Regions from separate parts of the Mus musculus genome. Here regions 2, 3 and 4 are each linked to region 1. Evidence: chromatin contacts called from public Hi-C data. All regions are on one chromosome and are shown on one strand. Each heading gives the region's core, a stretch centred on a gene start, on an enhancer-like site or on the middle of the called end of the contact. The rest is flanking DNA. Distances are from core to core; before and after follow the strand shown. Region 1 overlaps Zc3hav1 (zinc finger CCCH type, antiviral 1). Region 2 overlaps Luc7l2 (LUC7-like 2 (S. cerevisiae)). Region 3 holds the start of Atp6v0a4 (ATPase, H+ transporting, lysosomal V0 subunit A4). Region 4 holds the start of Fmc1 (formation of mitochondrial complex V assembly factor 1).

Region 1 (6,893 bases), core at 2,364-4,863:
AAAGTATGGAAAGGGTCTGTCTGGGAAAATGAAGAGGATGAAGGTCGTCACCCACTGTCACCTTTCCTTGAAGCAAAATAAAGTGCCTGGAAGGGCTGGCTGGATTCAAGGACTCAGCTCCCTTCCTCCCTTCCTCCCTTCCTCCCTTCCTCCCTTCCTCCCTTCCTCCCTCCCTTCCTCCCTCCCTCCCTCCCTCTTTCCTTTCCGTTCCTTTCCGTTCCTTTCCTTTCCTTTCCTTTCCTTTCCTTTCCTTTCCTTTCCTTTCCTTTCCTTTCCTTCCCTTCCCTTCCCTTCCCTTCCCTTCCCTTCCCTTCCCTTCCCTTCCCTTCCCTTCCCTTCCCTTCCCTTTTCTTTTCTTTTCTTTCTTGTGTGTGTGTGTGATTTTTTTTCAAGACAGGGTTTCTCTGTGTAGCCCTGGCTGTCCTGGAATTCACTCTGTAGACCAGGCTGGCCTCGAACTCAGAAATCTGCCTGCCTCTGTCTCCCGAGTACTGGAATTAAAGGTGAGCACCACCACTGCCCAGCTTCTTTTTCTTTTTTTTTTTTTTTTTTTTAATATGGAGACAGAGGCATGCAGATCACCATGAGTTTGAAACCAGCCTGGTTGATTTTATCTGTATAGTGAGACCCTGTTGTTGTTTGTTGTTTAAAGTATATATTTGTGTATGTGCAATCAAACTGAGGTCACTGGGTTTGTTGGCAAACATTTACCATTACCCAGGATGTCATCTGGCTGGGCCAGTGGACCTCATAAAATTGTATTCTTTCTGTAGGATTGATTAGTCTGTGTTAATTACCAAAGGATACAGCATTTGATCTTTGCTGAGTGAAAGTTTAGTGAACTTTTCCTTTTTAATCTACTTCACACATGCTAAGCAGGTGGTCTACCACTGAAGTTGAACTCAGTCTTTTAGGCTGGCGTATGGAATGATGGATTTCAGTATGGTGTTTTCACATCTCCATGCCCTGCCGGTTTGTTCCCTTCTCCCAAGGCCCTTCCCTGCTCCCCTGCACCCTCTTGGTACCCTCCCCCTTTTTAAAAGATTTATTTTATGTATGTGAGTATGCTATTGCTCTCTTCAGACACACTAGAAGAGGGCATCAGATCCCATTTATGGTGGTTGTGAGCCACCATGTGGTTGCTGGGAATTGAACTCAGGACCTCTGGAAGAGCAGTCGGTGCTCTTAACTGCAGGGCCATCTCTCCAACTCAGTAAACCCTTTCTTCTTCCCAGTAATTCCTTCTGTGTCCTCTTTTCTTCTCCCCCTTTGCTTAGAACTCGAGATGCCTGCCGTCCCTCTCCCGGCCCTCTTTCTACCCCCATGCCGTGTGAATATGGCTGTCTTCTTTCTCATTTCCGCTGTGACGTGCAAACATTGACAGTTGTCCTCTGTCCTTCCAGGAACCTCTGCAAATATTCTCACGATGTTCTCTCGGAACAGAACTTCCAGGTCCTGAAGAATCATGAGCTCTCCGGGCTTAACCAAGAGGAGCTGGCGGTCCTCCTGGTCCAAAGCGACCCTTTCTTCATGCCTGAGGTAGGTCCTGGTTCTCACTTTAAACACCAGGCAAGAGTATTATGTGCAAGCCAGACGTGCTGGTGCACACCTTTAAACCCAGCACTCTTGGGAGGCAGAGGCAGGCAGATCTATATGAGTTTGAGGCTAGCCTTGTCTATGTAATAAGTTCCAGGCCAGCCAAGGCTACCTGGTGAGACCCTGTCTGAACAAATGAAAGAAGAATTTGGGTCCACATGGCTGCCAGGGATTCCACTGTGAACAAAGATGGCTTGAAGACGTGGCGGTAGCTGGACTGCCTGAGGCTTAACATCAGGGTAGCCTTGGAATTGAAGCTGGATGCCTGAAAGATGCAGGCACAGATTGTGTCACTGTGCCAGAGACTCCTACTGTAAATTCAGTGATAAAGAAAATATACTTTAAGCTTTTTACTCCTTGATAGCCTCATCAAGGACCAGTAGGCTACAGCCCAGAAGCCAAACCTAGTCCAGAAATAAAAGTCTAGTGGAACACAGCCGTGCAGATGAGTTTACAGGTTTTCTGTTTCTGTTTCCCCCTCCAGGGGTCAGGTGAGTAGTTGCAACAGAGACTGACTGGCCAGAAGAGCCTAAATTGTTGACTGTGGATTGTTACAGAAGTACGGTGCCTCTGGGTCCTGTGTGGATGCGGGCAGGCAGATATGCCGCAGGGTTGGGAAGAGGGTCCAACACCTTTTTGCAAGACTCATGTTAGTGAGTTACGAGCCCTGTTGTCTTCGGAATGTGGCTTTCATCTCTTAGTACAGGGATTTCTGTCACCACTTTTTAGTCAGTGGGATTGTAGAAGGGAAGTTGAAGCCAAGCAGTTTACCCTTTTGAAAACTGGACACTGTGTGTAGCACATCTGCTCACATCTCATTGGCCAGTGCTAATCACATGGTCATATTAGTTGAAAGTGGGGCTGAGAAATGTAGTTGCTGGCGGAGTGGCTGCCTGTCAAGGACTTCTATTACTAGAGGAAAGACAGATGATGGAAGATAATGAAGTCTTATTTGCATAGGCTTATAGAGTGGAGAGTCAGTTGATGTTGCTCAAAGGACCATGCATGACCCGAGAAAAGCCCTTGAGTGGAGAATCCCTGAGTGTACCCACAATACAAAGTCATTAGCAGTCTCACACAGAATGGGAGACTGAGCAGGAGCAACGCCGAAAGGGGCAGAAGACAGACAGGGAGGCAGAGCAATACAGGAAGAGATGGAAGGGTAGAAGAGATATGAAGCTGCCAAGAAGGTTGGAGTTCTGTTAGATAAGACAAGCTAGCCAATGGAGATTTCTTGAGGATTGACCATTTGGGGGCATTTAAAAACTCTGGCACAACAGGTGATTTTTGAGGTGTCCACTGAGCTCTGAAGGCAGGGCGTTGTGTAGCTTGAACACATAGAGATCCACCTGCCTCTGCCTTCCTAGTTGGGGTTAAAGGTATACCCCACCTCACCTGCTCTTTGTTTTATTAGAGACACGAGCACCCTATGTAGCCCAGGCTAGCCTCAAACAGACATACTTTCTCCACTTCTTGAGGGCTCATAGTAGTAGACACGTACTATTATGCTTGGTGTACCTGCTACTGGGAATTGAACCCAGGGCCTGTGTTACAAGCCAGCTCCTGGATTCCTCTATGTGTCCAGGTGATGCTCATGGTTCAGACACCTCACTTTAAGAACTGTGGTCTAGAATTAGATTCGGTAGCACTTATGCGCTGAAGTCTGGTTCTAGAGGCTCTGTCACTATTCCTGGGGTCAGCCTTTGTCTCTGCATCCAGACTCATTCCCAGTTCATACAGCCTATTGAACTAAACACCTTCATCTTTCAGCTGCCTGCAAGGTGAGGCTAATGACTAATCATTTTCTTCACCTAGTGGCTCAGACACCTGCCTCAGACTTCTTACTTTGCACAATACAGTCTTATACTTTGTCACGCCGCCTCCCAACAGATGTTAGGCAGGCAGACAGAACAAATATTTTCCTTCTGCTGTCGAAAAGGAAACAGAAACTAGAAGGTCACTGGGACCGGGAGGTTACCCAGCTGCTTCTAGGGCCTTGACTTTAAAGCAGTCTCTGTTAGCCCTGTAGCCACATGATCTGATTGCACCATCCCTGGATTTTACTCCAGCTCTGTAGAGCTATGTGTGCAGATGTGTTTGTTTAGAATACTGTAACTGGGGGCTGGAGAGATGGCTCAGCGGTTAAGAGCACTGACTGCTCTTCTAAAGGTCCCGAGTTCAAATCCCAGCAACCATGTGGTGGCTCACAACCATCCGTAATGAGACCTGATGCCCTCTTCTGGGTGTCTGAAGACAGCTACAGTGTGCTTATATATAATAAATAAATTAAAAAAAAAATAGAACACTGGAACCTTCCTAACACTGTGCCCCTTTAATGCAGTTCCTTGTGTTGTGGGTGACCCCCAACCATCAAATTATTTCATTGCTACATCATAACTGCACTTTTGCTGCTGTTATGAATCTTACCCTGCTATTTGACCCCCAAAGGGAGTCTAGATAGTGGGTAAGGATTTCCTTACTGAGTTGGTTATGGTGGTGTGTGCCTGCAATCCCAGCACTTGGGAGGTCAGGGAAGCAGGATTATGAGTTGAAATCTAGTCTGTGCTACATGAGTCCTCGTGTCCAAAACCTGAAAGCAAGGCTGAGCAGCACAGTGGTGCGCACCTTTCATTCTGGCTAACAAACAAAAACCAAGTGGGGAGGAGTGTGCACACCTTTATCCCAGTTCCTGGGAGGCAGAGGCAGGTGGATGTCTTCATAGGTCAAGGAAGGCTGGAGAGATGACTCAAAGGTTAAGAGGGCCTGAGTTCAAGTCCCAGCAACCACTTGTAGTCATCCATACGGTGATATGATGCCCTCTTCTGGCCTGCAGCCACACATGCAGGCAGAGCGCTGTAAGCATAATAAATAAATAAATAAATAAATAAATAAATAAATAAATAAATCTCTTTTTTTTTAAAAGAGTTCATCACCCTACTTCTTCCCTCTCTCCCACCCCTCACATACAAAATCATTTGAACAGGTCCTATTCTGGCTATCAGAGACAAATGACAAAATCCCAAAGTTGCAAATAACACACACACACTTTTTTTTCCTTTCAACGGTAGAGTAAGTTAAGATCCAAATTAGACTTCCTCTTTGGGGCTCCCTTATGATGTCCTGTGTACAGCTTGCCATGTGAGTTTGATTCTCCCAGGAATTATCAAATTCATCACTATTTTTCTCCTTTAAGTTTCCTTTCTTTTAAATGCAAGGTTTCTGCACTGCATTTGTGATCCTCTTTGCCTCGGCCTCCTGAACACTGGGTTACAGGTATGCACCATCATACGTGATATTGTCTGTTAATTCTTTCGACTCTTCTGTCCCCAAATAAGTCACCAGTTGAAGCCATCTCATCAGCCTTGGGTGTTGCGTGCATTGTTTCCCCCATGGCTCTCCTGGGTTGTTTTTTTTGGGGGGGGGGGCTGCACCCTTAACTGGTGGTGTGGCAGCCAGGTCCAGGTGTTCTTGCCTCATGGTTCTTTCTTTCTTCTCTAGATATGCAAGAGTTACAAAGGAGAGGGCCGCAAACAGATCTGCGGGCAGCCGCAGCCCTGCGAGAGACTCCACATCTGTGAGCACTTCACCCGGGGCAACTGCAGTTACCTCAACTGTCTCAGGTCTCATAACCTGATGGACAGGAAGGTGTTGGCCATCATGAGGGAGCATGGGCTGAGTTCTGATGTGGTCCAGAACATCCAGGATATCTGCAACAACAAACACACTCGGAGGAACCCCCCTAGCATGAGAGGTATGCCCTTTCCCTTTTAACTGTGTGAATTTGCAAATGTACAGAAACCACAGTGGGGCATAGTGACACACACCTTTCATCCTAGCACTCAGGAGGCAGAGGCAGGAGGATTTCTGAGTTCGAAGCCAGCCTGATCTACAGAGTGAGCTCTGGGACAGCCAGGGCTACACAGAGAAATCTCATCTCAAAAAACAAGCAAGCCAGCAAACACAAACAGAAGGAAAACTGCAAGAAATCTGCCTGTAAAATCTCAACTTCACTATCTGCATGCACCACTTTAATACAATTGAAACAATGATGTGTATGCAGTTTTACAAGTGGCTCTATCCCCTCATTTTAAAAGAGCTTATTATAGTCTGGTGGTGGTGGCACACACTTTTATATAACATACCGGCACTCAGGAGGCAGAGGCAGGTAGATCTCTGAGATGGACACCAGCTTGTTCTATGGAGCTAGTTCCAGGACATCCAGGGCTACAGAGAGAAACCCTGTCTTCAAAAAAAAAAAAAAAAAGTTTGCTTGGGGGTGGGACATGTGTGCATCAGTTAATTCCAGGGCTTTGGAGACAGAGGCTAGCCTCAGGAAACTCTAGCTTGTGTCAAGTTGACATAATAAGACTGGCCAGCATGACTGTATTACTTATTATTTTGTGTGTGTATATACAGCCATATGTGTGGAGGTCAGAGGTCAACTTCAGGAGCTCTCTTTCCCCAGACTAACCCCAAGTCATTCAGGCTTGGTGGCAGGCACTTTTATCCACTGAGCCATCTCACTGGCTCTTCTTGTCTAGTGGACGCAGTAGAAGCCAAGTTTATGAAGGGGGTAGAATCTCTGACTCTAGGATCTGCAGTGAAGCAATGAAAAGCTACGTCTCCTGGTACTTAGTCTACAGAAGACTTTGCCCCAGAATCTGTCATCATTACTCCTCACAGCGAAACTGTGATCAATGGCGGGTTTATTACTCATTAACTTCACCTAGGGTAAGGAAAGGAGTGTTATAAGTCCTAAGCAGCTTTAACTCATGCTTGGAAGACCAAACAGTACTGTGAAGATGAAATCAAAAGCCGTGCTTGTGACCCGAGCACAGGAATGCAGCTTCCACACCACAGTGCCCTGAACAGAGAGTGACTGTAGAGGTGGGTTTGTGAGCTCTTCACAGCGTGCGGGAGAGAGCTGCATATCATTGTTACTTCTAGTTAAGCTATGTAGTTAGACATCATGACGGGGGAGTAACTAAGCTAGCTCAGGCAGTCAACGGGTTCTCCAGGTCGGGAGTGAGGGTTAAAAAAGACAGTTAGACAACACTGTAGCATGACCCCAGCCAGTTCTGAGACTAAAGGCGAGTTTATTTTTTTCCAGTCTGCTTTTATATCATTCTGGGTACATACAAAGAATATGGTCAGTCCTTAAGGCGTAGACAAAGTAGTCAAGGAACAAGCAGGGCAAAAATCAAGGCAATAAACAGAGGTCACTGTGTCTAGGGGTTTATCAGGATGGTCCAGATCCAAAGAACACGTTCTTCATCTGTATTTGCCTTGAGCCTACT
Region 2 (6,893 bases), core at 2,674-5,173, 250 kb before region 1:
AAAACAATTACTACCACAAATCAATGTTATCCTGAACAATCTTCACAAAACAATGTATTTTGAGTAGTGGAAGAAGTCCTAGGTAAAGAAATGCTTTCCTATCACACAGGAAGCCCTGAGATTAATTTCCAACACTCCTGCAGCCTCTTCCTAAAACAAGAAAATCACAGGGCTGAGGACATGGTTAGTGACAGCATGCGTGAGCCTCTGGGTTTCAAGCAATTCTAAAAAATAAAAGTTCAGGAAAAGGAAACAAACAAACAAACAAAAACCCAAAACCCTCAAAACAGTAATAAAAAGTATCATTCCTATGGTATCATAGGAAAAAAATAAAATAAAAAGCCAAACAATGACAATTTAGAAGTACACTCCTGTTATCTCAGCACTGAGAAAGAATGGCAAACTGAAGAGCAGCTTGAATAACAGCATGTGTCAAGACAACCAAAGCAATACAACTAAGAAAATGTCTCAACCAAGCCAAGATGACCTGATTGCTACTAAGCCTAAAGACTTGAGTTTCATTTCCAGGATACACAACAGAGAAACAATTCCTGAAAGCTAATCTTTGACCACAGACAGACAGGGAAACACACACACACAACATGGAAGACCACTATAATGTCAGTAAGATTTATTTCTGGATATTTAGGTAACTATTTGTATCCTGTGGTTTTCAAATTACAATAAAGAGGAAATATGCCATTAACAAATTTAACAATGCCTGGATCAGGAAAAAAATGCAAACAAATGAGGTATATCTGATTTTATAAAATAAATGTCAAATCACTAGGCATGATGGCACACACCTTTAATCTCAGTTCTTGAGAGGCAAAGGCAGACAGATCTCTGAGTTCAGAGCCAACCTAGTCTACATAGCTAATTCCAGGACAGCCAGAGCTACACAGAGAAATCCTCTCTCCAAAAATCAGAAGGAAAAAAAGTAAATTTAAAAACAAGCATTCAACTGTAGCAGTTTGAATGAGATATCCACCATATACTCGAGCACTTGAAGACTTGGTCCACAGTTGATAGCCTTCTTCAGGTTTAAGAGGTATGCCCTTAATGAAAGAAGCATGCCACTAGGTCAGGCTTTAAGGTTTCAAAAGCCACTGCCAGTTTGTTCTCTCACTTGTTTGCTGTCAGGCCTCCCTGCCATGAAGTGAATGTAGACTCTCATTCCTCTGCAACTTTACATCCAAGTAAGTTACTTTGGTCCTGGTGGTTTTATCACAGTGATAGCAAAGTGAATATTATGTATATCAGCTAAAAATAGAAATTTATTGTACATACACTGAACTTAAAAATGAGACAAGAAATTCCACAAAGTTAAATCACAAAACAAATCTTCTTTCATTTCCTTATATAAAGTCAAAGATAGCATCCTAAAGTAGTAAAAATAACAATGAACTCATCAAGAAATATTATTGGTTCTATGAAGTAGCTATTTTGGCTGGTTTTTTATATATATAACAGAATAAATCCAAGATGTACAAAGGATTTAAAATAAGCCCCTCACAGGGCTAGAAATATAGCTCAGCACTTGCTTTTCTTGTAAAACACCTGTGTTTGGTTCACAGCATCCACATGTAGCTCACAGCCATCTGTAACTACCAGGGTATCTGATGCTTCATGAGTATCAGATATGCACCTGATGAACATATACTCAAAGATGCACACTCAAGTGCAAAACATTCAAACAGACACACGTACAAAATAAAAATCTAAAAACTGAAAATAAAAACATAGAAGAGGAAAACATAGATGAGAATTATTTTAGGTCAAAATTGAAGAGATTTTTCAAATTGATAAAATAAGTATTATAAGCACTGATTAGACAGTATAAATAAAAATACTATCTAAAGGAAAAGTCATCAAAAGAAAAATAAGATAGGAAAATGTATACTATACACAAGAAAATGGGTTGACTTTCATAATTTATAAAAAGTTATATAAGTCAACCAGAAAGCTGATAACACTCATGTTTAGCAAAGTTGGAAAATCCATGCATTATGCATGATGTTAAGTACAATCAGCACATTCACCTTCACACATAAAAATGCAAAATTAAAACCCTTACACTCATTCTCTCCTGTTTGTCAGCAGTGCTTTGACAACAGTGTGCAGCACAAAAGGGAAAATCCTTGTAACTTACGCCCAGACAGTATTAAATGTATTTCTATAGATGGTTTTCATTTCCATTAACAAAAGTTTTTAGATGTTCAAAGAGACAGTAGAACCTATTTATTGCTAGCTAAATAAAATTACCTAATTTCACTGATGAAGAGCAGAAGATTTTTGTTGACCACAATGTCTTATGTACATGTATTTAAAAAGAAAATGTAAAAAGTTTTAAGAGCTATGTTCTGTAAACCATATTGTGTAATTTAATTTCTCTTTGCCTGCATATATATATGTATATGCACAGTGTCTACAGACATCAGAAGAGGGCATCAGATCTCCTAGAACTGAAATTATGCTTGTGACCGAAAATATGAGTGCCCTTAACCATTAAGCCCCACGTTTATCTTTATACGAGAAATCTTTCTTTTGTCTTCTTCTTCTCCCCACCCCCTCTTTTATTTGGTTTTCAATTTGAGACAGGGCTTCGTTGTGTAGCCTTGGTTATCTCGACCTCATTGCTCTGTAGACCAGGCTGGCCTTGAATGGAAGCTTTGCCTGCCTCTGTCTCCCCCGTGCTAGGTGTGCCCCACCACCACACAGCAAGAAAGTCTTCTATAGAAAGAATGATATTAAATCACTCTGTAACTCATGGATACCTAAACAGCATTTTCTATTTCTTTTATTATTTTACATTAAAAGCATGCCAAACTGGGAGGTGGGTGGGGGTGGGGTGAGGTGAAGCATGCCTCTTAATCCCAGAACTTGGGAAGCAGAGGCAAGTGGATCTCTGAATGTAAAGCCAACCTGGTCTACAGAGCTAGTTCCAGGACAAGCAGAGTTTAAAACTTCTGTGTTGAAAAAAAAAAAGGAGGGGAGGGGAGTGGCAGTGGCAGGCAGTGGTTGGTGGCACACTCCTTTAACCCTAGCACCTGGGAGGCAAAAACAGGTGGATCTCTAAGTTCAAGACCAGCCTGTTCTACAGATCGACCCCCCAGGATTACCAGAGCAGCACAGAGACCTAGGGGAGGGATGGAGGGATAGAGGATGAGGGTGTGTGTGTGTGTGTGAGTGTGTGTGTGAGTGTGTGAGAGAGAGAGAGAGAGAGAGAGAGAGAGAGAGACAGACAGACAGACAGACAGACAGAGAGACAGACAGAGACAGAGAGAGAGAGAAACAGAGAGAGAGAGAAACAGAGAGAGAAAGGGGGAGCAGGGGCTGGTGAGATGGCTCAGTGGGTAAGAGCACCCGACTGCTCTTCCGAAGGTCCAGAGTTCAAATCCCAGCAACCACATGGTGGCTCACAACCATCCGTAACAAGATCTGACTCCCTCTTCTGGTGTGTCTGAAGATAGCTACAGTGTACTTACTATAATAATAAATAAAAAATCTTAAAAAAAAAAAAAAAAGAAAGGGGGAGCAACATGGTTCAGAGGCTGCAGGATAGTCTGGAGATAAGTGCTTGTTACTATCAGTTAAGACTTTTATACAGCCGGGCAGTGGTGGCGCATGCCTTTAATCGCAGCACTCAGGAGACAGCCTGGTGTACAGAGTGAGTTACAGAATGAGTTCCAGGACAGCCAGGGCTACACAGAGAAACCCTGTCTCGAAACACACCCCCTCAAAAAAAAGAGAGAGAGAGTTTTATACATTTTCATAAATATTCAATCTCATATACTGAACATTTTGAGTTAGGGCTAGATCAGTGATAAAGTACTTGTCTACTCTGTATAAGGCCTTGGGTTTCATCTCAGCACTACAAACTGGGGTAGTGTGGGTGAGTATTATCTATATAGTAACCTTCATACTATCACAAAGATACGTTCCTAAGTAAGAGACACTAGTTTACGTTCAAAATTTTACCACAACAGACAATGTAATATGAAAGCAAAACCACATACATCAAGTTCAAAGAAAAAGTCTTGTTCTTTGGACGCAATTTCATAATCTGCTCTTAAAGCCAGGTCATGGACTTTCAAGCATTCTCCAAGATCCATTCTCTAGGAAAGAAAATAAAGACAATATATTAGAAACATGTATTTTAAAATTCATCACTATCACAGTTCTCTTCAGAGAACTGTATAATATACTAAGTCATGCAGTGAGTACACTTCTTCATTTAATGAACTGTCAAAATATAAAATTTTAGACAATTAGAGCTGAGGAGGTAGATTGGTTGCTAAGTGCTTATCTGGCATACAGAAAGTCCTGGGTTCAATCCCTAGCCCTCCATAAACTCAATATGGTGGTACAGACCTATACTATCAGTGCTGTGTAGATAGAAGTAGGAGGATTGGAAAGTCAAAGGCCAGATACATAGCAAGTTCAATATCAGCCTGGGCTCATGAGGAAATCTCAGAGGAAAAACACAAACCAAAAAAGGGGGGCAGAAGGGGACGAAAACTATGATTCTTTTTGGAATGTGATGGCCTTTCTTGTTTTATTATATTTTATTTTCTTTGTTCACATGCACAGACACTTGCCATGGAGTAAATGTGGAGGACAGAGACCAACATGTGGGAACTGATTCTCTCCTACCAATCCTGGGGATCTGAACTCAGGCTATCACTGAGCCATCTCTCCAGCTCCAGCCTGATACTCTTGAGATGTTAGGGTTATAGATATTTGCTGCCATAGCTGCGTTGTTTACCACTCATTAGATTCATTTTAAATGCATCCTCATGAGAAACATTTTTCTGGGCTGATGAGATGGCTCAGTGGTTGCTCTTTCACAGGACTTGGTTCTGTTCTCAGCACCGACATGGCAGCTAACAATGATCTGCAACTATAGTTACAGGAGGTGTGACACCCTCTTTTTGCTATGACACCCTCATCCAGCACCAGGCATGCATGTGGTACACAGATATACATGCAGATAAAATACAACAGATGCAGTGTGGTGGTGGCGCACGCCTTTAATCCCAGCACTTGGGAGACAGAGGCAGCTGCCTGAGTTCAAGGCCAGCCTGGTCTACAAAGAGAGTTCCAGGACAGCCAGAGCTATTCAGAGAAACCCTGTCTCAAGAAAAACAACAAAAACAACAAACTCACAAAAGAAAAATTAATCTTAAAAAGTCTCAGGTTAGAGGATCTCATGGCAGACAGACAAACGACAAATCGGGGAAGGAAAGGAGGGAGGAAAGAGGCAGGTGTGGAGGAAGCAGAATTGTAGTAGTATTACAAACACATTTAGTGGAACGTTCCTGCAATCATAGCATTTGAAACACTGAGACATGAAGACTGCAAGTTAGGGGCCAGTAATCAGTCAGTGTCTTCCTTCTACCTCCAAAGAAAAACAAAAACCAACTAATGTAACAACGAAATTAGAGCATCTTCTACAGCAATCTGAGACTTACTTGTATATCTAGAAACTAAAATGACTCAGCCAACCTTGCTTTTTTGCCAATAACCTACATATGTACAAAACAAAATATACGAACAATCATTTTGTATAGTACCCTAAAAAATAGGACATTCACTAGATAAAGATTTTGAAAAAATTCAAAAGATTTGAAAGAACTGATATAAAGCAGGCAAAATTTAACTAATCATACCTTATATTTACAAAAATTTACAAGTAGTTAGGTATGAACAAAGAATTACAGAAATTCTAAAACTAGTCAAGGTTTGGGTTGGTGGTATGAGCCTCTGACCCCTAGGGCTTAGAAGGCAGAGGAGGCACTTTGTGCATTTGAACCAAATCTACATAGGGTACCTATAATCCTAGCACTTAGGAACCTGAGGCAGAATGATCTCCAGTGGGTTTCTTAGACTACAAAACACTGCCTCAAAAAATTAAGCTAAGGGGCTAGAAAAATGGCTCAACACTCGCTCCTCCTCCTCCAGAGTACTCCACTTAAGTTCCCAGCACTCATGTCAGGCAGCTAACAATGACCTGTAAATATAGCTCAGGAACGTGACACCTATACAGTCACCTGCATATACCTGGCACACATACACAAAGATACACACCCTAAAATATATAAACACACACACACACACACACACAAAAAAAAAACTAAGAATATTTTACAGTATGGCATAAGATAAATCTGTGTGATCTAAAACTGTGCTCTACAATCTCATAACAAATCTATTACTGGTTTTTTTTTTTTTAAAGATTTATTTATTAATATATGTAAGTACACTGTAGCTGTCTTCAGACACTCCAGAAGAGGGAGTCAGATCTTGTTGCGGATGGTTGTGAGCCACCATGTGGTTGCTGGGATTTGAACTCTGGACCTTTGGAAGAGCAGTCGGGTGCTCTTACCCACTGAGCCATCTCACCAGCCCTATTACTGGTTTTTAATGAATACTTTGATAATTAACTTTACATCTTGATTTTCTCTTCTATGATTTCACCTTATCTGGCTTTTATGCACATTTTAGTATTAAGATACCTGGTCTCAACTATTCATCTTTCAAAATGTGCTTCTTAGGTCAGAATTTGCTCTAATATATTTTTTTATTCATTATTATTGTTTGTGTGTGTATGGAAGGGGGCCTGGGGGGAAGTGAGTGTCACAGGATGCCTGTGAAAGTGAAAAAAACAACCTTGTAGAGTCTGTGTGTTCCCTACCTCTACATTTATTTTACATGAGTCCTAAGGATGGAATTCTGGTTGCCAAGCTTGCATACTAAGTGCTTTTATCCATGAAGCCATCTTTACCAGACCAGAGTTCATTCTTAAAAGCAAGCCTTCTAGATCTGGGAACTCAGCTCAGTGCTAGAGCACTTACTTAGCAAATACAAGGCACAGAGTTTGGGCCTCAGTC
Region 3 (6,893 bases), core at 2,520-5,019, 210 kb after region 1:
GAAACAGGGCTCAGTACAGAACTTCCACAGCTGATCAGCCTCCCTTGCAGGTTTGCCAAGTATCTGCTTCCTGTGGAAGCAAGACCAAAAGGAAACCAACCGAGTGGGGGTTTGGAGGAGTCGGAAGTAGCATCTCCAGGCAAGCTGCCCGAGGAAGGGAACAAGTCGCAATGTTAGAAGATGCCATAAAGTCACATGGACAACTCATGGTACTTTTTCTGGGTTGGCAATTTGATGACCACTTTGGTTCAGTCAAAATGTGTGTACTTTTGGGCCAAAAGCCAGCACTTACACACACACACATACACATACACACACACACACACACACACACACACACACACACACACACACAACCAAAACACAAACCTAAGCTAACAAAATGTAAGTCAGTCTCTTCTTTCAAAGGCAGAAGATTAAACCCTACAGGTGGATAGGGATGCAGGGGCAGCCTTTCCCCGGGAATCTGACTGGTCCGCACAACACACCCACTGCTCAGTTTCCTGAGAAGAGAGATCTCAAGACATTTTAATAACAGCTTGAGCCCTCTTCTCCTCTGTAGGAACTTAGGTTAATAGTAATATTAACAACAAGACATGCTAAGACTCTTTGGTAATCTAGAAGAGCTTCTAGTGAGAACCTGATGGTAGGTCGTGGGGCCTGGTGATTTCAAACAAAGCCATCGCCTGCGTTCTTTCTCCTTCTGGTGCTACAGCTCTGAGGGCCTTCACCTTTCTGTCTGAAATACAACTGTGGCTTTTGCAGTAGAAGACTATGTTGGTGGTTTCATTGTGTTCTGGGGTCTGGGGTGGGAAAGAAAAAGAAAAAGCTGTACTTGGGAGGGGGAAGCTTCATATTTATTTGGTTATTCAAAATACATATCAGAGTTTGGGTTTCCAGTCTTAGTTGCATTTGTTGTTTATTTGTTGGGCTCACCCAACTCTTGACACCATAGCAGAGCATCTCCGCAAGGTCCATCCTCCGGAATGAGGCTGTTGGGGTGTCCTAACCCAGGTCCTTGTGCTTCACTGACAGTTTGCTCACAGGTTATGTTTGAATGTCTTATGGAAGCAGACGTTATTTTCCGTGATTCTTAGGACTACCTGTCTGTCACGAATCTGCCCACGGTAGTCAGGTCCCCTGAGCTCTGGACTGGAAGTGGAACTGTGTTCCTGCCAGCCTCTGTAATGACTGAAGAAATACAGGGTTTTGAAAACATGAAGGAAATGAGAGTTTCCCCCCATTCCTGATTTAGCTATTATTTCTTTGTCTGAAGTCTGCCATACTCACTTTGGGCCAGAGAGAGGTTACCTCACAGTGTGCTTCTGACGTCACATTTCTCGGCCTCCGACATTATGACATTCTGCATCCTGGTGCCTGAAGGAAACTCTGGGAAATTGTACACTAACAGGGAGTTGAACCATGAAGCTCTTCGTCAGATGAATGAATACTTTTGATTGGACAACAGATAATGGGTTAGAGTTTGGGCTGGGGTGGTGGTGGTGGTGGTGCTCAGCCTAATCAAAACTGTGTGTCTGCAAGTTTGAAGAAAATGGAGACAGCTAGAACAAGCCCCCAGACTGCAATCACTGGCTCCAGAATTGTCTTTGCCCTTCTCACCTGTTCCTGGAAACTGGGGCAGCCAGTGCTTATCTGCACACTCCAGATGAGAAGGCATACAGGAGGGGGCCCACTGATCTTTGTCAGATGGCCTGCAGGCACTCTGCAGAGGATGGAAGAGGAGACCCCTGTTCTGGGCTTATTTATTAATCTTGATTTAATACGTTCTCTTCCCAAGCTGGAAGATCCTCTTTCCAGGCCTCTCTAACCAAGTCTCAAATATCCAGGCAGAGTTTTAGTATGACATTGTGTGATGAATGCAAATCAACACACAGAATAAATGGCTCTTTCTCACCTTATGTCATGAATGTTTTGGACATCAAGCATCCTAATGGTACCTCCTTTGTACAATGCCAAAATGAGCCTCGGTGTCAGAGGATACAACAAAAACAGCAATTTTGATGCCTTTGAAATGATGAAGGGATTCTACCTGTATTTTTACTCTTAGAACAGATACAACTTTAAAGGGTGTCACAACCAAAGGTGGAGTGGAGTGTGGCATGCAGGCTCTGTGGGGGCGCCAGTGCTCAGTTAGTTGTTGGTTATTTAAAGCACACTCAGTTTGCACTCATTTCCCCTAAACAACTGGCACAGCAGGTTGACCATCCTTAAACTGCTGTGAAACATGCCACGTCCTGCAGGCGTCCAGTCAATCATCCAGTGTGCTCCCCTAAAAAACGTCGTCCTCAACATGTATTAATTATTAAAGTGCTCCAAAATGAAAGTTAAGTTTAATGTCTGTCCTTTCCTTCTAATTTTAGAAGTTCTGTTGAGAAACACAAACTGCAAATTTAAGTCAGCATTTTTAGGACAGAGTGCTTGGAGAAGTGCTTTTTTGCAGTCTCCTTTGTTGCTGATTTCATGTGTCCGATTCCTTCTGTATGTCATTCTTGTTAACAAGACCATAACCTCCCCGACCTGACACCTCATATGATCTCTGCTTCTAAAAATCAGGTGTGATCCTACTTGAAAACAACCCTTGAGGAGGGCGCCTCGGTCACTGTGAGCATGTCAGAGGCTTTCTGTGTAGATGTCCTGCCATGGGTGATGTGTGATCTACCAGTGGCTGGGTTCACCCATCAGTAATCAGAGCAAGACAAATGAGAGCAAAGCCCCATGTGACTCCTCCTACTGCTGTGTTGTTTCAAACTTACCAGGTCCTCTGTCAGTTTCAGAGGTCACCTGTGAAGCATCTTTTTTTTTTTTTTTTCTTTTTTTGCTCCCAACTTCCTGACACTAGATGAGTCAGCAGACATGAGTCCTGACTTCCAAGAGATTTTAGAATCTAAGCTGGATAGTACAGACAGGTATAAAAGATGGATGCTATAGATAAGCAGGGTGGCTTAGATACCCATAAAATGCAAAAGGCACAGGTGTGTTGAATATTCAGAAGTCAAAGAAATTACATGTTTGGGATTGATGAGTCTTTAGGGCAGAAGCCAGCTGCAGAAGCCACTTTGATGTTACCCAAGCCACAGCGCTAGATAAGCCTCACAGTTGTCCAGGGGAAGGGTTTAGGAATTGGGTCTTTTGTCCAAGTGACTTCGGTCTTAAGAAGAAATAGTGTTGGGAGGGAACCTGTCTAGTAACAGAGCTAGCAAATGTCCAGGCTGGTGAAGATCCGCTGAGCAAGAGCCCTGGTGTGGGGAAAGGGAGGTCAGAGTACCAGGAACTGCTGATGTCTGCTCTAAAGTACTTGAGTGGTGCTAAGCTGGGCCTTGCAGAGCTTAGCTTATAGCAGACCTTGAGCCTCCTTGGTTACAGCAGGTTGTGGATAAGTTACATCGGGCTTCATCATCTATACCTCCATTTTTTCCTCCAGTTTTTAATTTACTTTCGGAGTTTGTGTTGATTTTGATGGCACGTGACTTTTAAGCAGTAGGATTTTGCCAAGCAGAATTTTTGAAGGCATGAGGCCAGTGACCCAAAGCACAGGTGCAAGTGTGCCTGGAAGGCTTCCAGCCAAAACCAGTAATTCCCTGCTTTCTTGTATACAGAGTGTTCACTGCTATTTCAGATCTTGGTGAGTGTTCCAGTAACCAAGCCAGTCCCCAGGACACTAGTCTACGTTGGCAGGACTTCACAAGTTAATCATTCCTTAGGCCTCCCTTGGCCCTTTCATCCTGGATTCTTAGGTGGGAATCAGACACTTAGAAAGATGTTGGGTCAAGGTTCTAGGAGCAGGACAGAGTGTTCCTGTCATAGTACACACTAAGTTTCCCACTAGCAGAGTCCTCGCCATGTCATTTCTACCTCCAAAGTCATCAGAGCCTGCTTGTCCACATCTGGTCCAGGTGGGAGTACAAGGAAGGCTGCTTCTACACCCATGAGCACAAATACGTCTGTGTGGGACAGTCCACTGAACGTCGTCATTTAGTCCAGCCCATTGCAGGCATTCCTGGAACAGGTGAGAGGGTTTCTACTTCCCATGAAGTATATAGGCTTACACTCATCACCTCGTAAACAAGAACGGGCACATTTCAGGTGGCTTATTTTGTGGGGGAGGGTGCTGGAAGGGGTTGGTGGTGATTGTGGGTGTCTAAACTGGAATTCTTTTGTCCATGTTAAAAAGACTTGAAAACTGAAACGTCACGGTACAGTGTTAATTCACGCCTGTGTGTGTAACAGGACACTCAGCAATTATCTTAAGAACACACAGCAGCATTGACGTGTAGAAAGAGAATAGTAAATGCCTTTGGGAACACGGTTGAGAGCCAGCCAGGACGCAAGGGGAGCAATGAATGTCTGTGTCTGATATGCTCCTCCCAGGTTGGTGTCCCACTGGACAGGTCACAATGCAGGCTGCCTGCTTTGCCTCCTCCTGTGTTTCCCTGCTCCAGGGCCACTTCCAGGGATTACATGGAGGATCACCGATGTCTTTTCTCATGCCCACCAGATATCAAGTACTCATGACTTGACTCCCAAATGCGCCGTTACAGGGCTAAGTTAAAGCCAGACTTTAAAGTTCTGTCACGGTGGTAAGGAAAGAAACAGGAGGTGCTAGAGGAACCAAGAGTTCTGGTCATTAACTCAGTCATGCCGAGCACCAGGGCGCTGGTTCTGAAACGGTTAAGAGAAAGGCTCTGGGCTTTGCTCCCATCTCTGCACAGCGCACTGTGGAGCAGAGAGGAGGGAGACAGGAGTAGGGTTATCAGGGAAGCTTGCTCTGCCAGGCTGCTCCAGGATGCCAGCTTGTCTCTGACTCGGTTGAGGTCCATGCTCTGACTTTCTGCACCCTCGTGCTAGGCGATTCGTGTTACTATACAAAACCGCAGAAGGAATTGGGCCACCTGTGGCATCAAGACTGCAACTTGACAATCACGGTTTGCTGATCTCAAACGGGCACTTAAAGCCTGGTATGGGTGTGTGATTTAGTGACTGAGCCTGCCCTTCTGTTTGTCAGTTACGTTTCTACCCTTCAATTAGCTGCACTGTTTTCTAATGTGCTGTAGAGTTTGGAAATAATTTATGCAAGTGTTTGGTTCCCATGTTTACAATTTTTACAGCTTTCCTAGGATTTTAAAATGGAAATGTCAATAAATGCTACGAATCGGTGTGGAAGCTGTTCTTTGTGGTTCATTCCTTGGGAACACGGTGGCTTTGTAGTTTGTCAGTGGTGGTTTTTTATGCTGAGGTGACCTTTGGTTCTCTGGTTTTGAGTGCCTGCTAAGAATACCTAGTGTGGTTCTCCAAGGACTTCAGTTCACAGCATTCCATTCCTGGGAGCTGGCAGAACTGTCCCCACTTGCAGCAGTGGTACCATGCCCGCTTGCTGCTGTCCAGTGGCTCGGCTGGTGTGCCCTTAGAGCAGATGCCAGCACAGTGAAAAGATAGGACACTGTGGTGTAAAAAGGCAAATGAGAAGGGCAAAGGTCATTCCACCTTGAAAAGACAATTAAGAGGGCAAACAAGGGGTTATTTTTGAAACCCAAGAAAACGAAACTCCCTGACAACCTGAGAGCAGAAGAACGCAGAAAACAGAGGACCCCAGTAACTAAGAAAAACACGGAATCCTAGGGGCCACAAACATGGACAGCTTTGTATAAAAGACCTTGCGAATGGGGAAGCTGTGGAAAAGATCCTGGAACCCTGTCATTCACAGCTGTGTTTTAAAACGTGCCAACAAACTAATCTTGTCAGGTAGACAATGCTAGACAGCTGGGGTAGACAACAGGATACTGCCATGTCTCTTGCAGTCCTGCCTTGTGCATGACCTGTTCTGTATGACTGGGACCCGCCACGCTGCTGTGAGGGCATGGCTCCTGCTCACAGTGACAGCAGAGCTACCAGTTTCAAGGCTCGGAGAAAATCTTAAGATGAGTTCAGCCAGGTACAGTAGCACAAACCTTTAATCCTGGCATTCTGGAGGCTGAGGCAGGAGGACCATGAGTTTGAGGCTAGTGTAGCCAACATATTGAGGTCATGTATCAAAAAATTTAAAGTTAATAGGAGCTGCCTGTGCTTAGCATGCTTGGGGCCACCAAACAAGAATGACCAAAAGGGAAGCTCAAACCCGGCAGCAGGCAGCAGAGGCCACTTGGAAGACTCAGGTGGTTCAAAACAAAAAAAGAAAGAAGTCTTAATGGTTGTAAGGGAGATGGCTCGGCACATGTAAGGGTGTAGGGTTGTGCAACCCTAATGACCCAGGTTCAGGCCCAGAACCCACAAGAATGCTGAACGTGGCAGCCCACATCTCTGATCCCAGCAGTCCTGCAGTCAGGTGAGAGACCCAGATGGAGAATTACCCAGAAGCTCTTAGGAGCAGAGTATGTAGTGTGCCAACAGAGAGACCCTGCTTCACCGAGTGTGTTTCCACAGGCATGACATGGCCGAGAGAGCACCTGTATACACACCCCCTCCCATAAAATAACAAATTTAAAAACTTGGCCATTGAGTATCTTAGCGTTTTTCCCTCAAGCCTGACTACCTGGATTAGATCCCATCAGCCCGTATGATGGAAAGAACTAAGTCTTGTATGGTGTTCTGGAACCTCCATGCGTCTGAATGCACACAAATAAGTAAAATGGAGAAAAATAGTAAAATTTTAAAAGATTTCAAAATCTAGTAGGAATGGGACATTATGAATGTTCAAACAAACTTGAAAAAATATTCGAAAAAAATAGAAGCACACATGAATATTCAATGATCATATATTGGACAGTTTTGTTAATAAGTATTGGGCAGGGGTATAGCTTGGTAGTAGTGAACTCACCTGATATATGCAAGATCCTAGTTTTGGCCCTTAGCACCAATCCCCCTCTCTCTCTTCCTAA
Region 4 (6,893 bases), core at 1,688-4,187, 200 kb before region 1:
CAGACATAATTCCTTTTCTCGATTTGAAAACTAGAACATGTAATACTTGAACATGTAATACTTAATGTACTACAGCAGCGCTCAACTGCTCTAATGAAAACATTTTAAGACAAGGAAGATCATGCTGTGTAGCAAGGACTGGTCTGAGATTCAGCCTTCTTGCCTTGGTCTTACAAATGCTGAGATTTACAGGTGTGTGACAGCACAGTCACTCGTGGGTCAGAGTTAGTTTATGTATGTGAAGATGACTTAGGAGAGAGTCTCACTATGTATCCTAGCCTGCCTGGAAATCACTTGGGTCCTATCTCCAAAGATCAAGATACAGTTGCTGTGACAGCTCAGTGGGTAAGGACACTTGCTGCCAGCCAGACCTGATGATGCTCAGAGTTTAATCCCTGAAACCCACACAGTAGAAAAAGAAACCAGACTCTCCTTTGTCTTCTGACCCCCATGTTTGGCACGCATGCTCCCCCACAAAGATATATAAATATATTTATTAAAAGATAAAAGTAGGGGAAAAAAGAGATGTCCCTGGTTGCATCTTTTCTCCCTAAGGAGTGGAAAAGATGAGCACAGAAATTTTTTAGCCCTGAGCCAGAAAATGAAAAAGCATCCCCCACATTCTTATGTGCCTTCAGTAGAAGACGGTTTCTCAAATTTTCTCTTTCTCCCCAGTCCTGGAGGTAGAACCCAGGGCCTCAGGCTTGCTAAACAAGTACTGTTGTGCTGCCTCTCACAATCAGTCTTGGTGTCTTGAGGGGTCGTTTTTGTTGTTTTGTCTGGTTGGTTTTGTTAGTTTCTTGAGACAGGGTAGCTCTGGTTGGCCTTGAATTCAGGTGTCTGCCCACCTATGCTTCAGGGATCAACAGTGTGGATCGCCATGCCTGGCCCAGCCCTAGAATTCTGAGCATGAATTTATGGTATTTTCCTGAGGAATTTCTTTTGTTGTTACTATTTTGTTTTGTTTTGTTTTGTTTTCTAGATAGGGTTTCACTATGGAGCTCTGGCTGTCCTGGAATTCAACTCTAGACTAGGCTGGGCTCAAAGTCTGAGATATGACTACCATTACCTCCCAAATTCTTTTTGTGAGGAACTTCAAAACCTTTACTACAAAGTACCTTCAAGGACAATAATGTTACCTCTATAAGGTACAATAGCAGTCATATATACCTACCTACTTATCTTCCCCTCTTTGAAACTGTTGGGTTTGCCTTAATTATGCTTTCTTTAAATTTTTAGTTATGTTTTCTTTCCCTGTACCCTTACTTTTCCTAACCTCTATTCACTTGCCAATTCCAGATGCCTAATTATAGCCTACTAGACTTTCTGAAGCACCTCTTCTTCATACCACTGTCCCCTGGTTATCTATACCCTTAGCACTTATTTATGCTAAACATGATCTTATTTTATGGCTCTTCAGGGAGACTGTAGCTTCTTACATGTATATCTTTTGGGTTTGTTTTTTGTTTGTTTGTTTTTTCTCAGAGTCAAGGATACTCTATATAGTCTTGACTGTCCTGGAACTCCCTATGTAGACCAGACTGGCCTCAAACTCAGAAATCCACCTGCCTCTGCCTCCCAATTGTTAGGATTAAAGGACATGTTCCACCAACACCTGCCACATCTTATTCTTGATATTTGGCCCTAGTTCTTAATACACAGTACCTAACATAACTTTTTAAAAGATAAGTGAATTTTAGTTCTAAAGTTTTGCAATGCTCAAATTCTGTAGTTAAGATAATTGCTCAAGAACTTAAGTTTCCATTCCCCTAAATTGTAGCCATGCTTGATCAAGCAGAACTGGGCAGGTGACTGTCCCCGAGCCTTAGTGTTTGTATTTGATCTTGTCCAAAAGGCAGAGAATTGAGCATTACCACATTTGGAAAATTAACCATCTTCCATTCCTTTCTAAGAGGAATATGAACTGTGGATTTCACAATGGCACTTCCCAAGGATAGCATTCTGTATGTTTATGTTTGTTACACCAGTAAAACATGTCATGTATCCTGTCATGCAGAAGGCTAAAGATGTGACATCTCCATAGAATATAAGATATTGCTTTCCTCAGTGGTGAAAGGCTAGTACTAAATAAAACAGTACCACTCTTCAACTCTTGAATATTCCCCACTAAATTGCCTTAAAAATTGCATTTGCCTGGCCCATGCCTTTAATCCCCACACTCAGGAGAAAAGGGCAATCAGATGTGAGTTCAAGGTCAATCTGGTCTAAACAGCAAATTCCAGGTCAGCCAGAGTAATGCTGAAATTCTGTATCTTCATTCCCCACCAACACGCAAGCAAGCAAAAGCACGCGCGCGAGCAGGCGCGCGCACACACACCTACACACACACACACACACACACCCGTCAAATCACAAAAACACTGCTTCCTATTAAAACTTTAATGTAGAAAGGATGAGGAGAGGGGATGCTTGTACCCTTACGCCTTTAAGTCTTACGACCCCTAGGACCCACTTCACACAACGCCCGCTCCTTACTCCATTCCACACCCCATGCACCAGACAAACCAATGAAATCGTCAGAGACAGCTCCACCCCGGTGGGTGGCAGATACGAAGTCCCTAGGAAGGTGCGCCCCACGCGGCTTCTGGGCCAGTAGGGGATTTCAGACCGCAGGTTAGCCGAAGGGCTGGAGTCTGTGGTGAGACCCGCAGGTGGAGGACAGGGTGACTCAGACACGTTTGTCCTGAGACCCTCTATCACCTGCGCAGACCGCCCCCTCATCCGCCCTCCCGCGACCTGGAGCCCACCCAGCCGCGGATGCCGTACCCGATGTGCTCGGAAAGCCTTAACGAGGTACCGGTAGGCCGCTGTGTCGCGATATGGCCGCCCGGTGGCCGCGTTCAGGTAGCGCAGCTCCCTCAGAAGGCCCCGCAGAGTGCGCGCCGGGGACCCCAGGGCCGCCATTTTTCTGTCCTTGGAGAGCCTGGTCCCTCACTGCCTCGGGCGAGGTGTTCCCCCGCCCACTCCGCCCCACAGCGCCCTCTACCGACCACCCTTGGAGGGAAACGCGAGTGACAGGCACCTCAGGGGACCAGGAGAGCAAGGGAAGGTGCCGAATCCTCTCGGCCCTTCTGACTGCGTCCCTTTGGACTGCCGTAAGCTGATGGCCGCCGAGTCTCTGAGGAAAGGTGTCTGGCAGGAGAGTATGTGGATGTCTGGACATAGGTCACGCCAAAAAGATCTTACTGTTTCTACCAGGGATGTCAAAATTAAACGTACCGACCTCCAACTTTATGGTCCCCGCAGCCTAGGAGAAGAAAATGAACTCATACCCTGGTATGGCAAACTGCAGCCCCTTTACTAGTAAAGCCTCACATCCAGTTCTCTAGTTTTGTTTTGTTTTTCTGTTTGTTTATTGTTGTTTTTCGAGACATGGATTCTCGGTATAGCCCTGGCTGTCCTGGAACTCACTCTGTAGACCAGGCTGGCCTCGAAATCCGCCTGCCTCTGCCTCCCGAGTGCTGGGATTAAAGGCGTGCGCCATCACGCCTGGCTTTTTTTTTTTTCGTTTTGTTTTTTTTGTTTGATTGTTTTTCCCCGCAGTTCTCTAGTTTTAAAACAAGATGGCCGGGCGTTGTGGCACACGCCTTCACTGCCTGCAGAAGCAGGCGGATCTCACAGCTCATAGACCATTATGGTCTGCAGTTTGTTCTAACCCAGCCAGAACTAGGTAGAGAGACCTTGTCTCTAAATACATAAAATAAACAGTAAGTTTGACTCGCAATAATCATCTAATTAGATGATGTTAAAATAGATAAAAAAAAAAAACGAACCACCCCAGATGGGACTCGAACCCACAATCCCTGGCTTAGGAGGCCAATGCCTTATCCATTAGGCCACTGGGGCTTCTTCTACTGATGTCCTCAAACACCATAATCAAGTTATTTCCTGTTTCGTACGTCATCACTTAAATTTATTGTTTTTACCCTATCACAGAGAACCAAACTCAGCCTCAGTGTGAAACGGATGCCTGCTGGGAAATGTAGTTTAGATGCCAAGAGTCAACCGCTTCACCCTGCAAACAGTGGATGCCACGAAGCCGAACGGGCTCCCGCTTTTGCTTACGTGTTCGTGTTTCTGTGCGTAGTAGCTCTGCGCCTGCGCAAAAGTGGGCCCGGGAGACGTCAGAGCCAAACGGGCTGCGGAAACCAGTTCCTCGAGCCTCCCTCTGGTCCTATTCTTTGTCAGATTGTAACAGGAAAAGCCAAGCCCCTTCCGATTGGGCTACTTTCAGGGTTTGTCTTCGCTCTTAGCTGGTCGTTAGGTGGCGTTTAGGTAGTGGTCAGTTTCTGTTTCCGGTTACAGCGCTGAGGCCATTTCCGCAGCCAAGGATGTATTAGAATGGGGTTCAGTTTTCGAATTTTCAAGTGGGCTATAAGTATAAGACGGTGCGAAATTAGTGCCTACTATAGTAGAAATTAGGGATAATTAGAATTTAGGTTTGTTCCTAATTGTATACCGTAGACAAAACCACTTTGGGAGGAGGGGGTGAGGAGTGAGACCGGGTTTCTCCGTGTAGTCCTGGAGGTCCGGGAACTCGCTCTGTAGACCAGGCTGCCTCCCGAGTGCGGGGATTAAAGGCTTGCGCCATCACCGCCCTGTCATAAAACCTCTTTTTGAGGTGTCAGTGGCTCTTTATTTTCTAAGAAGCAGTTCAGTCTATTTAAGGTTGCCCTTGTAGACCCTACCTCATTAGCTTTTTATATGTTAACCTTCGTCTAGCTCCGGCCGCTTCTTGTTCCCCTCTGCTCAGATATCTGAGCTAGCCTCTTTCCTCAGTCCCAACAGCCTGCATATCGCCTTAGTATTCCTATTTACTCTCTGGGTCTTTTGACTTGCTCGGTGTATGTTAGAAGCTGTTCTAGGCCCTTTAGGCTCTCTATGACAAGGTTACAGTTAGCTTTGTCATTCGTAGTGGCATGCTTAGGAGGAAGAAGGATCTCTGTAAATTGGAAGCCTCCGTGAGACCCTGTCGCAAATTACATTAAAAAAAAAAAAAAAGTTACTCCCTTGTGTTAGAACCTAGACCAAACTCATCCGCAACTATGTCTCTCTTCCCTAGCAGCTGCTCCTGGGTACCAGCCCCAAGCTAACGAACTCTAAGTTATCGGGAGCTACCCCTGCATGATGAAGTCACACTAACTAAACGGGGTTTCTCCTTCCAACCTCTTCACATCGAGATCACACATTACCCTCAACCCCCTCTCCCTCCCCAGCTTCCCTCTCTCTTGTCCCCTCCCCATCTTCTCTCTCCCACCCCCCCTCCCCCTCTCCATCTATTCTCTGTTCCTCTTCCCTCCTACATGTCCCCAGCCCCCCTCATCCCTTCTTCCTCTCTCCCCTCCTCCCCCCTTTCCTTTTCTCCAATAAACCTTCTCTATATTAAAAAAAAAATCACATTATCACACATTACATCCTTGATTGTAAGACTTTCTCCTTCCCCCCCCCCCCCATCCAGGAGTGAAAAACATCCTAGTTACAAGCATGGACTCTTGACATGGAAGCTCACCTACCCTTCCCTCTGAAACCAGAAGAAGAGATACCCATTCTGACATTTGAGTCTTAACTGCCCTTGCATTCTCTTCAATGCTGCTGACTGCCTGTTGATTTGTGGCATTAATAATTTAAATAGATTTCTTACCCAAAAGAAATTTTCTTACAGTGTCTTAAAAAGTGTCTTACCCAAAAGACAGTGTAGCCCTGTGTCTCCTTGAGCCCCAAACTACAGGAAAGCGTTCATCTCTTTCCTGGCTCCCTCTCTTTACCACATTAATATCCTGTTGTGGTTGTCTGTTTTCTTCTTTCAACTGGGAGACTTGTCATCTCCCAAAACCCTGTACCTAAGAGGAAAAAAAATGTTGTGCCAGGCCTGTCATGACAGTTTAGTTTGAGGCTCCTAAAGGTGATAGACATAAAGGGGCTTCAGATTCAGAGCTTGTGGCAGCTGGGAGCTAGAGGCCGGGCCGGCAAGTAATTGGTGGTGGTAGGAAGCAGGCCCACCTAATTGGGCACACACTTGGTGGGCTCAGTGTTCTTCCCTTCTCCCTCCAGGTTTGATCTTTGAACTCACTCGTAGCAGTCAGGAAGACAGCCTTCAAGACTAGCCAGGGACAGAGGTCAGAGAGCTTAGTCAGACTTCCAGAGTCAACCATAGCTGTAGGCAGAGGCAGAAGGGCATCCTGTTCCCACTTCCTGCCTCTCAGGACCCACTACTTCTGAGACCTGTAACTCTGGGCTTTGAGACCTTCGGGGTCTGTAGTATTTCTCTGTTCGAGATCCAGGCTAGCTTACTTCTACACTGCTGCTTTCCAGTTGCCAACTCTGTGTGGCAACCTGGTTGGCTTTTTCCCTAAAGATTTATTTATTTTTATGTCTGAGTGCTCTCTATCTGCATGTACACCTGCATGCCAGAAGAGGGCATCAGACTCCCAGTGTAAGTGCTTGGTTGCTGGGAATTGAACTTAGAACCTCTGGAAGAGCAGCCAGTGCCCATAACTGCTGAGCTCTCTCCAGCCCACAACAATTCACAGTTGTTAATCCCATGTTTAATAAAAGCTGTACTGGCTAGGTTTGTGTGTCAACTTGACACAGGCTGGAGTTATCACAGAGAAAGGAGCTTCAGTTGAGAAAATGCTTCCATGAGATCCAGCTGTTAGGCATTTTCTCAATTAGTGATCAAGGGGGAAGGGCCCCTTGTGAGTGGACTTGTGAGTCCCCCCCCCTTGAGAACTGGAGAGATGGCTCAGCGGTTAAGAGCACTGACTGCTCTTCTGAAGGTCCTGAGTTCAAATCTCAGCAACCACATGGTGGCTCACAACCACCCGTAATGAGATCTGATGCCTTCTTCTGGTGCATCTGAAGACAGCTACAGT

What was found. A called contact is a pair of places that touch in the nucleus more often than the background predicts.
Region 2: a Hi-C map of Th1 cells shows a contact between it and region 1, with 3 times the contacts expected there. The contact joins two enhancer-like sites. A contact is called at or near these places in 7 of 484 Hi-C or Micro-C datasets (the C2C12 cell line, CD4 T cells, CD8 T cells and 3 more), 1 of 115 datasets of contacts at active chromatin or transcription factors (effector CD8 T cells) and 1 of 9 other capture datasets (adipose tissue).
Region 3: a contact with region 1 is called in a Hi-C map of liver, with 2.5 times the contacts expected there. The contact joins the promoter of Atp6v0a4 here to the enhancer-like site in region 1. A contact is called at or near these places in 8 of 39 promoter capture datasets (the C10 cell line, cranial neural crest, embryonic stem cells and 4 more), 2 of 484 Hi-C or Micro-C datasets (embryonic stem cells and liver), 1 of 115 datasets of contacts at active chromatin or transcription factors (kidney) and 1 of 9 other capture datasets (pancreatic islet).
Region 4: a contact with region 1 is called in a Hi-C map of Sertoli cells, with 3 times the contacts expected there. The contact joins the promoter of Fmc1 here to the enhancer-like site in region 1. A contact is called at or near these places in 6 of 39 promoter capture datasets (the 3T3-L1 cell line, 3T3-L1-derived adipocytes, the C10 cell line and 3 more), 7 of 484 Hi-C or Micro-C datasets (CD4 T cells, CD8 T cells, the G1E-ER4 cell line and 3 more), 4 of 115 datasets of contacts at active chromatin or transcription factors (the SCID.adh cell line, double positive thymocytes, extraembryonic endoderm stem cells and 1 more) and 3 of 9 other capture datasets (adipose tissue, liver and pancreatic islet).

What each region holds. Positions count from the first base shown.
Region 1 is chr6:38,334,866-38,341,758 of GRCm38.p6, reverse strand. Zc3hav1 (zinc finger CCCH type, antiviral 1) reads left to right here. Exons shown (of 13, transcript NM_001347122.1): 2 at 1,404-1,539; 3 at 5,095-5,347. Among named protein-coding and RNA genes, the nearest start is that of Zc3hav1, 16 kb to the left of the region's middle. Within about 2 kb of position 3,613, at least 43 of the 459 cell types and tissues checked have an H3K27ac peak or open chromatin away from gene starts, as enhancers often do. A contact at or near this core is called in CD8 T cells, Sertoli cells, Th1 cells and 2 more, where this site is marked.
Region 2 is chr6:38,582,266-38,589,158 of GRCm38.p6, reverse strand. It overlaps Luc7l2 (LUC7-like 2 (S. cerevisiae)), which reads right to left. Exons shown (of 10, transcript NM_138680.3): 3 at 4,020-4,118. Among named protein-coding and RNA genes, the nearest start is that of Luc7l2, 34 kb to the right of the region's middle. Within about 2 kb of position 3,923, at least 2 of the 459 cell types and tissues checked have an H3K27ac peak or open chromatin away from gene starts, as enhancers often do. A contact at or near this core is called in Th1 cells, where this site is marked.
Region 3 is chr6:38,121,462-38,128,354 of GRCm38.p6, reverse strand. It overlaps Atp6v0a4 (ATPase, H+ transporting, lysosomal V0 subunit A4), which reads left to right and starts at 3,769. Exons shown (of 21, transcript NM_080467.3): 1 at 3,769-4,027. It overlaps D630045J12Rik (RIKEN cDNA D630045J12 gene), which reads left to right. Exons shown (of 20, transcript NM_194061.3): 20 at 1-5,181. The coding sequence ends at 34.
Region 4 is chr6:38,530,905-38,537,797 of GRCm38.p6, reverse strand. Fmc1 (formation of mitochondrial complex V assembly factor 1) reads right to left here and starts at 2,937. Exons shown (of 2, transcript NM_025363.3): 1 at 2,788-2,937. The coding sequence starts at 2,925. It overlaps n-TRcct1 (a tRNA gene), which reads right to left and starts at 3,867; the gene lies at 3,795-3,867.